3 separate regions of the Macaca mulatta genome follow, and all the other regions are linked to region 2. A link is a contact called in public Hi-C data. All regions are on one chromosome and are shown on one strand. The core of a region is the stretch at or near the end of the contact, and the rest is flanking DNA. Distances in the headings are between cores, read along the strand shown.

Region 1 (2,704 bases), core at 192-2,691, 88 kb after region 2:
TGGGTGCTGATGAAGGGTGCTGATGAAGGGTCATGGAAGGGGTAGAGGAAGGTTCCCAGCTGCCTAGGCCGTAGAAGCCTGGCCCACCAGGGCTGGAAGAGAGCTTAGATATCACCTTGTCCACGTTTCTTAGGAAATGAAGTCCCAGAGACATCAAGGAGTTTTTTGAGATCATACAGTGTATAAAAGGTACAGAGGGGGATTGGAGGGGACTGAGTTAGTCCCTGCCCTTGGGGACCTCTCAGACTAGCAGGGAAGACAGACTCTTCATAACTAAATATAACCCAAGGCACACTGTAACAAGGTGTAAAGCTCTGTAAAGTCTTTTGCCCAGAGAGGAAGGTCGGGGGACAGGAGAGGGAGGATGTGTGTGGATGAGTGGAAGGGAAGAGGGCAGACAAAGACGGGGCGTAAAGAACTTGCCCAGTGGAGGGGTAGGAGTCCCCAGTCTCACTGCCACTCCCACGCTTATCCCATGCCCAGCCAGATCTTGGTTCTGACAGCCTAGAGCCAAGGAGACTTCCCTTCTAGTGACCTCCTGCCTGCCCAGAGAGATAGGAAGTGGTTTGTCGCTTCTGCACCCTTACTGGCTCCCACCCACGCCTGCGCTGAGCAGCCAAGGAAGGAAACACCTTCTCTTGAGAACAAGGGTCAGAAAAGGGGTGACCAGGGTGAAACTGGACAGGCCTGTGTGCGAAGGCAGGGAAGAGAAGGGCCAGGGAAAGATCTGCCCAGGAGAATTCCTTCTGAGTCCCAACAAGGGGTGCTGAGTTGGCTTCTGGGATTGTGTTAAGGAAGACAGGGCAAGAGCGGGATTGAGAGATGGAGGCATCCCCACATCTGAGGGGATACGGGGAGAAGGAGAGCTGAGGCAAGCAGGGGAAGGAGAGCACTGACAAGCCCATTTTACAGATTGGGAATGTAGAGTTTCAGCCTTAGGAGGGGGACAAGGACACTCACGTGGGGCTCCTCCTGGGGCTTCGCCTGTCCTTCCCCCCACCCTGATCAGGCTGAAGCAGAGGGAATTCACACATGTTGGGTGCCCCACTAAGTGTGCCAGGCGATACACTTTGCATACCTTTTCCATTCAATCCTCAGAGAACCCTGGGAGGAAGATTCTTCTATGATTGTCTCTATCTTACAGATGTGAAAGTAGAGGCCCAGAGAGGTGCCGAAGTGATGTGGCAAGGTCAGGGGGCCACAGAGCCTAAAAGGGCAGCAGTTTAAGAGGACATAGGAGGCCCCCTGGACGATGCTGCGGCCCCCACCCTCGCCTCACGGGTACACACCCGCGCAGTACACCCCGGTTCCCAGAGCGTGGCGCCTGCCAGTGGCCCCTGGAACCTGACGAGGAAGAGGTCAGCTTCCGGATTGAGCACGGAAGCCCTTCCCATTCTACAGATGAGGAAACCGCCCTCCGGAGAGGAACGTGACCTTCTCAAAGATTCCTTTTTTCCTAGGAAGGATTGTTAAATCCCTCTCCCAATGTCCCCTACTCAGTGACTCATCGGCCCCACGGAGTTGTTCGGGGGTGGGAGCGCCTGTGTATCCCAGTTCCCCCTTGGAAATAGACTCTACTCCAGGATTGTCAGCCTCGGTATTCAGAGGGACATCCCCCTGGCATGGCCCGGGGACCGCTCGCAGGAGCTGTCGCCGTGCCAAGGCCCCCCCACCTCTGCCCCAAAGTCCCTCCCAGGGAGGCGCTGTCGCAACCCGCGGGACGGGGGCAGGGAGACTGGACCCAGAGGCACTGGGGTAGGGCTCGGCGGGGCGGGCCCGGGCGGAGCGCGGGGTGCGGAGGGCGGAGGCGGCTCCGGCGCCCGCTCTGCCCGCCGCTGGGTCGGACCGCGCTCGCCTTCCTCGCTGCCGCGCCTTGGCCCCATGGACACCCTGTGCGGTTCCGGGGAGCTCGGCTCCAAGTTCTGGGTAAGGCGCGGGGCTCCGGGGTCACCGCGCGGGGGTCGGGGTTGGCCGGCTTCGCCCGGTCCTCGCCGCCTGCCTTCCCGCGAGGCCGGCAGGTATCCCGGGACGGAGCCCCTGAGACCGCCTGGGCGCCCGAGAGGGGGCGGTGGGCGCGGGAGGGAGGTTGGCGGCGCCGCCCGGAGCTGGGTCCCACGCAGGGTCCGGGACCTGCCCTGCTCTTCCCTTCCCGGCTGCAGCACTGAGGAGCCCGGGAAAGTGAGGCACAGTGCGTGGCTGGGTGAGTCGGCTCCACCCCAGCCCCTCTGTCGGGTGAGGAACTGGCGTTTCGCAATCAGCCGCGCGTTCGTGGTGGAGGGTCCTCCCTCAGCATCTGTCCCAGACTAGGACTCGGTTGCCCACCTGGATGCCCCAGGGCATCCCGAGCACCTGCTCAACCAGATGTTTTGGGAGGCTGGTTGTGCAGTGTCCCACCCTTCTTAGGAAGCTTTCCTGCCACTTTATTTTCTCTGGGTAAGGCTGAGGTCTGAGAGCAGGCCATCCTCACCACCCTGGACTCAGAAAGGAGAAGCAGACCCTGGTCTGGAGACAGGTACAGGGTGTCAGGATTCCTGTAGTCCAACTCCCTTCGTTTACAGATGGAGAAAGGGAGGTCCAGAGAGAGGAAGAGACTTGCCCAAAGTTACCCAGTTCAATGAAGGCAGAGCTGGGATAGAAAATCAGGCTAGAGGCCAGGTGCAGTGGTTCACGCCTGTAATCCCACCCTTTGGGAGGCAGAGGTGGG
Region 2 (2,871 bases), core at 319-2,818:
GGAAGCTGGTGGGATCTTTCCAAAATGCAGATCCAACCAGGTCACCCTCCTGACTAAAGCCTTTCAACAGCTTGCTTCTACTATCATCAAAAATCCCCTTCTCTGGCCAGACACAGTGGCTCACACCTGTAATCCCAGCACTTGGGAGGCTGAGGCAGATGGATCACTTGAGGTCAGGAGTTTGAGACCAGCCTAGGCAACATGGCAAAACCCCGTCTCTACTAAAAATACAAAAATTAGCTGGGCGTGGTGGCACGCGCCTGTAGTCCCAGGTACTTGGGAGGCTGAGGCACAAGAATCGCTTGAACCTAGGGCTGGAGGTCAGCAAAGGACCTCTCTCTGCAAGAGAGAGCCAAGATCAAACCACTGCACTCCAGCTTGGGTGACAGAGCGTGATCCCGTCTAAAAAAAAAAAAAAAATTGAGTTGGGCACGGTGGCTCATGCCTGTAATCCCAGCACTTTGGGAGGCTGAGACAGATGGATCACCTGAGGTCAGGAGTTCAAGACCAGCCTTGAACCCAGGATGCAGAAGTTGCAGTGAGCCGAGATCACACCACTCCACTCCAGCCTGGGTGACAGAGCAAGACTCCATCTCAAAAAATAAAAATCCCCTTCTCACAGTTCACGAGTCTCTCCAAGATCTTGCCTCTGCCCTCATCTACTCCTTGTCTTCCCTCCTTCTGCAGTTGCTCACCCCTCACTCACTGACAAGCCACAGGGCCTTTGCACAAACTGTACCTCTGCCTCCTTCCCCAGTACTCCCCCTGAGCGCCCTCTAAGTTCCTTCCTCTCATCCTCCATGTCTTCACAAATGTGATTTCCTCAGGGAAGCCTTCATCCTTTGCCCCTTCCACCAGATCAGGTCACTTGTTACGTTGTACCCTCACGGACTTGTCACATGGGTGTTTATAGATTCATTGGTATGGCTGTTGAATTAGCATCTGCCGCTCTCAACAGACTGTGAGCCGTGTGAGGGCAGGAGCCTCATTTCTCTCTGCCCACCATTGTATACCCAGTGCCTTACAGAGCAGCAGACGTCAGACACTTAATAGATATTGGCTGAATGTAGCCAATGAGGCCATGTGTAACCTATGAGACATAAAATGGGCTCATCAGTATTATTTAAGGAAGGCTTCCTGGAGTGGGTAGGATTTGAGTAGGACCGAGAGATGAGGAGGTTGCCACAAACAAAGCTTGTTAGCTGGTGGACCTGGCCAAGGTACGCCTTCGCCTTGCATCTCATTTCTCATTTGTAAAAGGGGCAGGGGTTGGACAAAATGAGCTGAAGCTCTGGCATCCCATGGCCCTAGCATCCCCCAGCCCTGGATCCCACAACTCTCCCTGTTCGCATGAGAAGGGCTGTCCTCCCCAGGCAGGGGCAGAGCCCAATGTTATGCACAGAATGGGTTCTCCCAAGGCCGGAGTGCCTGATCTGCAATTCTGTGCTCGGCCGCAGGGTGATGCTCGGAGACCAGCCACACTGTCCCAAGTCCCAGCGAAGACCCGCCCGCAGCTCCGTGGGTGCCCGACCCGCCCCTCACAGTCTCCTGCCCTCCCTTCCTGTCCGTAGCGGCCGGGCCCATGGTCCGGAGCAGCCATGCTGGGCGCACGGGCCTGGTTGGGCAGCGTACTTCTGCTACCCCGCGCCGGTGTAGGCCTCGCCGCGAGCCGCAGGTACGGGCACTCCCTGCGCTTGCCTGCGGGCTCAGTGGAGGGTCTCCCGGGCACCGGTCCCCAGTGCCTGTCTGGACCACCCTTGCATGCCTGGCCCTTCCCCCACCCCACCTCCAGTATGCTTCTGAGACCTGGCCCTGGCAGTAAGGTCCTCCTCCCCTCCCCTCCCCTCCCCTCCCGTCCTCATTCTTTCCCTTCCCTCCCCTCCCCTTCCTTCCAGTGCAGTGCCAACTCCCCAGGGACTGTTCTAACACCGCTTCCAGGAAGCCTTCCTTGCACCCCAGCGCTGGATGCTGGGTCAAGGGCCTTTCTCCAATAGTACCCTGTGTCCTGTCACAGCCCTTTATTGCCGCATGGACCTTTCGTTATTTAGGTCAGCTTGCACTGCCCACTTCCAGGCTGAACTCCCTGAGGTCTCTGATTCCTTAGGTGTCCTGGGGTCTGGCCCAGGACCTGGCCCCACAGGAATCCCAGCAGGTGGGCGTTGAGTGAGGGAGTCCCCATGTCTAGTTTCCTCTGTTTGTCCCTCACCTGGTCCAGTCCCAGACCCTACTGCTCTTGGCCTGTGCAGCCACCAACAGTGGGCTGCCTTCCAGTGGGGCCACACCCAGGCCTGCCAGAGAGATGCCTCCAAGCAGCTGCTCCAGGAAGGGCCCGGGGAGGGGCCCCGGGAGGGGTAAGAATGGAGCCCCAAGAACCATTCTGCCCATTGTGACCCGCCCTGACCTCACAGCCATCCTTCCCACCACCAGGTCCAGGAGGTTGGGGGAGACTAACCTGGCAAGGAGCCCCCAATGAGCCACCTCTCCTCACCCCCCAAAAAACATAAGGGGGAGCACAAAGGCCACAGTCTCCCCCATGGTTCAGAAAGGTGGGTTGGGCTGGGAGCAGCGGTCCTACCGGGGTGCTGAGTGGAGTGGGGCAGGTGCTGGGGGGCCTGGGATAAGGTGGGTGGAGGCCCCCAGCTTGCCTGATGCACCAGTCCTCACCAGGGGTAGCTCCTCCCGGGACAAGGACCGAAGTGCGACGGTCAGTAGTTCAGTGCCCATGCCTGCTGGAGGGAAGGGAAGCCATCCTTCATCTACACCCCAGAGGGTCCCCAACCGCCTGATCCACGAGAAGTCACCATACCTCCTACAACATGCCTACAATCCCGTGGACTGGTGAGCACTCTCCCGGGGCCCTGCCTGGAATCA
Region 3 (2,700 bases), core at 91-2,590, 68 kb before region 2:
ATTGTGATCTGCCCTCATTGGACTCCCAAAGTGCTGGTATTACAGGAGTGAGCCACCTCGCCCGGCTTCCTCCCTGGGTTTTATACCCTGAGGCCATGTGACATGTTGGGCTGAAGTGCTGAAGGACATCCTTTTCCTAGGGGGGACTGGAACAGGGCATGGCTGTGCTGGCCAGAACTTCCTTCCCTCAGGATGTTGCATTCTCTGCACACTCTACAGTTTTATTTATTTATTTATTGAGACAGAGTCTTGCTTCGTCACCCAGGCTGGAGTGCAGCGGCATTGTCTCAGCTCACTGCAACCTCTGCCTCCCAGGTTCGAGGGATTCTCCCTGCTCAGCCTCCTGTGTAGCTGGGATTACAGGTGGCCACCACCACGCCCGGATGATTTTTGTATTTTTGGCAGAGACGGGGTTTCAGCATGTTGGGTAGGCTGGTCTTGAACTTGTGATCTCAAGTGATCTGCCCGCCTCGGCCTCCCAAAGTGCTGAGATTACAGGCATCTACAGTTATTCTCGAGAACTACAAGCAAGAAAGGAGGGGAGAACCAGGTCAGTTCAAGGCCACTGGGAGAACTGTCCTGCACCGCCTGCCTCTGAAGCCCATGATGTTTCTGCTTTGTGGGACAGTTCTTCAGGTGCCTGCTTCCCCAGGCGTTCCCCTGTGCTGTCTCTCCTGCACATACCATCTGACTGTCCTCCCAGCACGTACACCTCCAGATGCTTGGGTTGACCTGACCCAAAACAGTCTACTCTCCCGGCCAAGCCAATGGCCCCTGGGATTTTCTGCTCCTCCAAGATCCAGCGCATAGCCCTGGTGGTGGCTCATGCCAGTACAATCCTTGGTTACTCCGGATACTGAGGCAGCAGGATCGCTTGAGGCCAAGGAGTTCAAGACCTCCCCTCTCCCAAATATTTTTTAATGAAATTAAAAGCAAGATCCAGCCCAAGTGCCTCTTCTCCCCTACTGACTCCCACACTCTTATAACAGATGACCTCACAGCACTGGGCGCACGGCTCTGGTGTCCAGCAGGCAAGGAATTAATTAAGCCTGTCCTGGCCGGTTGGCTTACCTGTCAGAAGGCAACCTGGCTTTGCGCACCTAGATGTCCCCAGCGCCCAGTTCTGAGCCAGGCACGTCAAATGTCAAGGAATTGACTGAACTAAGAGCTCCTGGATGGGTCCGGGAACTCGTCCGGGCACACGGTGCCAAAAGGCAGGCAGTCCGCTCCGCGGACTGGGGAAAGAACCGACAGGCGGCCGCGGTGAGCGCCCGGGCGCCGACAGGTGGCGCCGCAGCCCCGGGCCCGGGCCCTCTCGGCGCGCGGTCACGCAGCCCCTCTTCCTTCCGCCGGCTCCGGACTCACAGTGAGCCCTGCGCGCGTCTCTTACTCGGGTCTGTGCCCCGCGCCACGCTGGGCGCCATGGCGCTCCCCGGAGCCCGGGCCCGCGGCTGGGCGGCAGCAGCCAGAGCGGCCCAGAGGCGCCGCCGCGTGGAGGGCGCAGGAGGGTCCCCGAGTCCTGAGCCTGCGGGCCGGCGCGCGGCGCTTTACGTACACGTGAGTAAGGGCGGGGGCGGAGCCCGCAGTGTGTGGCCGCATTGGTGGCCGTGACCGTGGCGGTCCAAAACCCAGGTGGCGGCTTGTCACTCTATGAACCCGCCTGCCGTGTTTCCGTGCCCCCGTACGAGGTCTGGGATGGGACCCGGTGCCTTGGCAGGGAAATGACTTGGTACAGAAACCTGAAGTCTCTGCTTCTCACCAGCTCGGTGACTGACCAAATGGTTCCGATTTCACAACAGTTTTCCTCTTAGCAAGACAAATTTTTTTAAGAGCCGTGTTCTGATTCGGTAGCTGGGAAAATGGCCCGTAGGAAAATTGTATGCAAATTCTTTGATCCCAGAAAGAGCTTGGATTGAGTTCCTTCCTGACGTCTGCTGGTTGGAAGAGGCAGCGTAACAAAGGAGTGAGCCTCAGTTTTCTCACATTGAAGTGGATATAATAACCCCAGTGCGACTGCCTTGGGGAGTTGTGTGGCCTAGATGTCCTAGCTACTGTGGAAGGACCTCGGGATGGGGGTGGGGATGGGGTTGGGGATGTGTGCGACTAAACCCTGGAAGTGGCCAGGGCAGCTCTCACCGTGCACCTGCACCCACTGCCCCCAGTGGCCTTACTGCGAGAAGCGCTGCAGTTACTGTAACTTCAACAAGTACATCCCCCGCGGCGTAGAGGAGGCTGCCATGCAGAAGTGTCTGGTGACCGAAGCGCAGACGCTGCTGCGGCTCAGCGGGGTGCAACGGTGGGTAGTGGGGGCTGTAGGCAGCGTTTTGGGAATTATTTGGAGGAGTAGTGGGGGATAGGTGCAGGCATCCCCGAGGGCTCCCCCAGGTCTCATTTCTCCATCCTCTTTCCCCAGGGTGGAGTCTGTGTTCTTTGGTGGGGGGACTCCCAGTCTAGCCAGTCCCCACACGGTGGCTGCTGTCCTGGAGGCTGTGGCACAGACAGCCCACCTGCCTGCAGACTCGGAAGTCACATTGGAGGCTAATCCCACTTCAACTCCAGGCTCCAGACTGGCAGAGTTTGGGGCAGCAGGGGTCAACAGGTTGTCCATAGGCCTCCAGGTAACCCATGGCACCCAGCCCATCCCAGTGCACCCTGCCCTTCAGTGCTATCTCCTCTTTGGTCACATTCATTCATTGGACA

The links. A called contact is a pair of places that touch in the nucleus more often than the background predicts.
Region 1: a Hi-C map of liver shows a contact between it and region 2, with 2.7 times the contacts expected there. The contact joins the promoter of ABCC3 here to the promoter of SPATA20 in region 2. A contact is called at or near these places in 6 of 14 Hi-C or Micro-C datasets (CD4 T cells, blood, fetal cortex germinal zone and 3 more).
Region 3: a Hi-C map of fetal cortex germinal zone shows a contact between it and region 2, with 1.7 times the contacts expected there. The contact joins the promoter of RSAD1 here to the promoter of SPATA20 in region 2. A contact is called at or near these places in 2 of 14 Hi-C or Micro-C datasets (fetal cortex germinal zone and liver).

Annotation. Positions count from the first base shown.
Region 1 is chr16:59,370,808-59,373,511 of T2T-MMU8v2.0, reverse strand. ABCC3 (ATP binding cassette subfamily C member 3) reads left to right here and starts at 1,441. Exons shown (of 32, transcript XR_013406517.1): 1 at 1,441-1,926. It overlaps LOC106993999 (a long non-coding RNA gene), which reads right to left and starts at 1,213. Exons shown (of 3, transcript XR_013406530.1): 1 at 1,079-1,213.
Region 2 is chr16:59,458,646-59,461,516 of T2T-MMU8v2.0, reverse strand. SPATA20 (spermatogenesis associated 20) reads left to right here and starts at 1,568. Exons shown (of 17, transcript XM_077971178.1): 1 at 1,568-1,675; 2 at 2,049-2,152; 3 at 2,668-2,838. The coding sequence starts at 2,723.
Region 3 is chr16:59,526,840-59,529,539 of T2T-MMU8v2.0, reverse strand. RSAD1 (radical S-adenosyl methionine domain containing 1) reads left to right here and starts at 1,340. Exons shown (of 10, transcript XR_003723772.2): 1 at 1,340-1,557; 2 at 2,163-2,296; 3 at 2,414-2,618. It overlaps LOC114673135 (a long non-coding RNA gene), which reads right to left and starts at 1,530. Exons shown (of 2, transcript XR_013406524.1): 1 at 1,072-1,530; 2 at 217-521.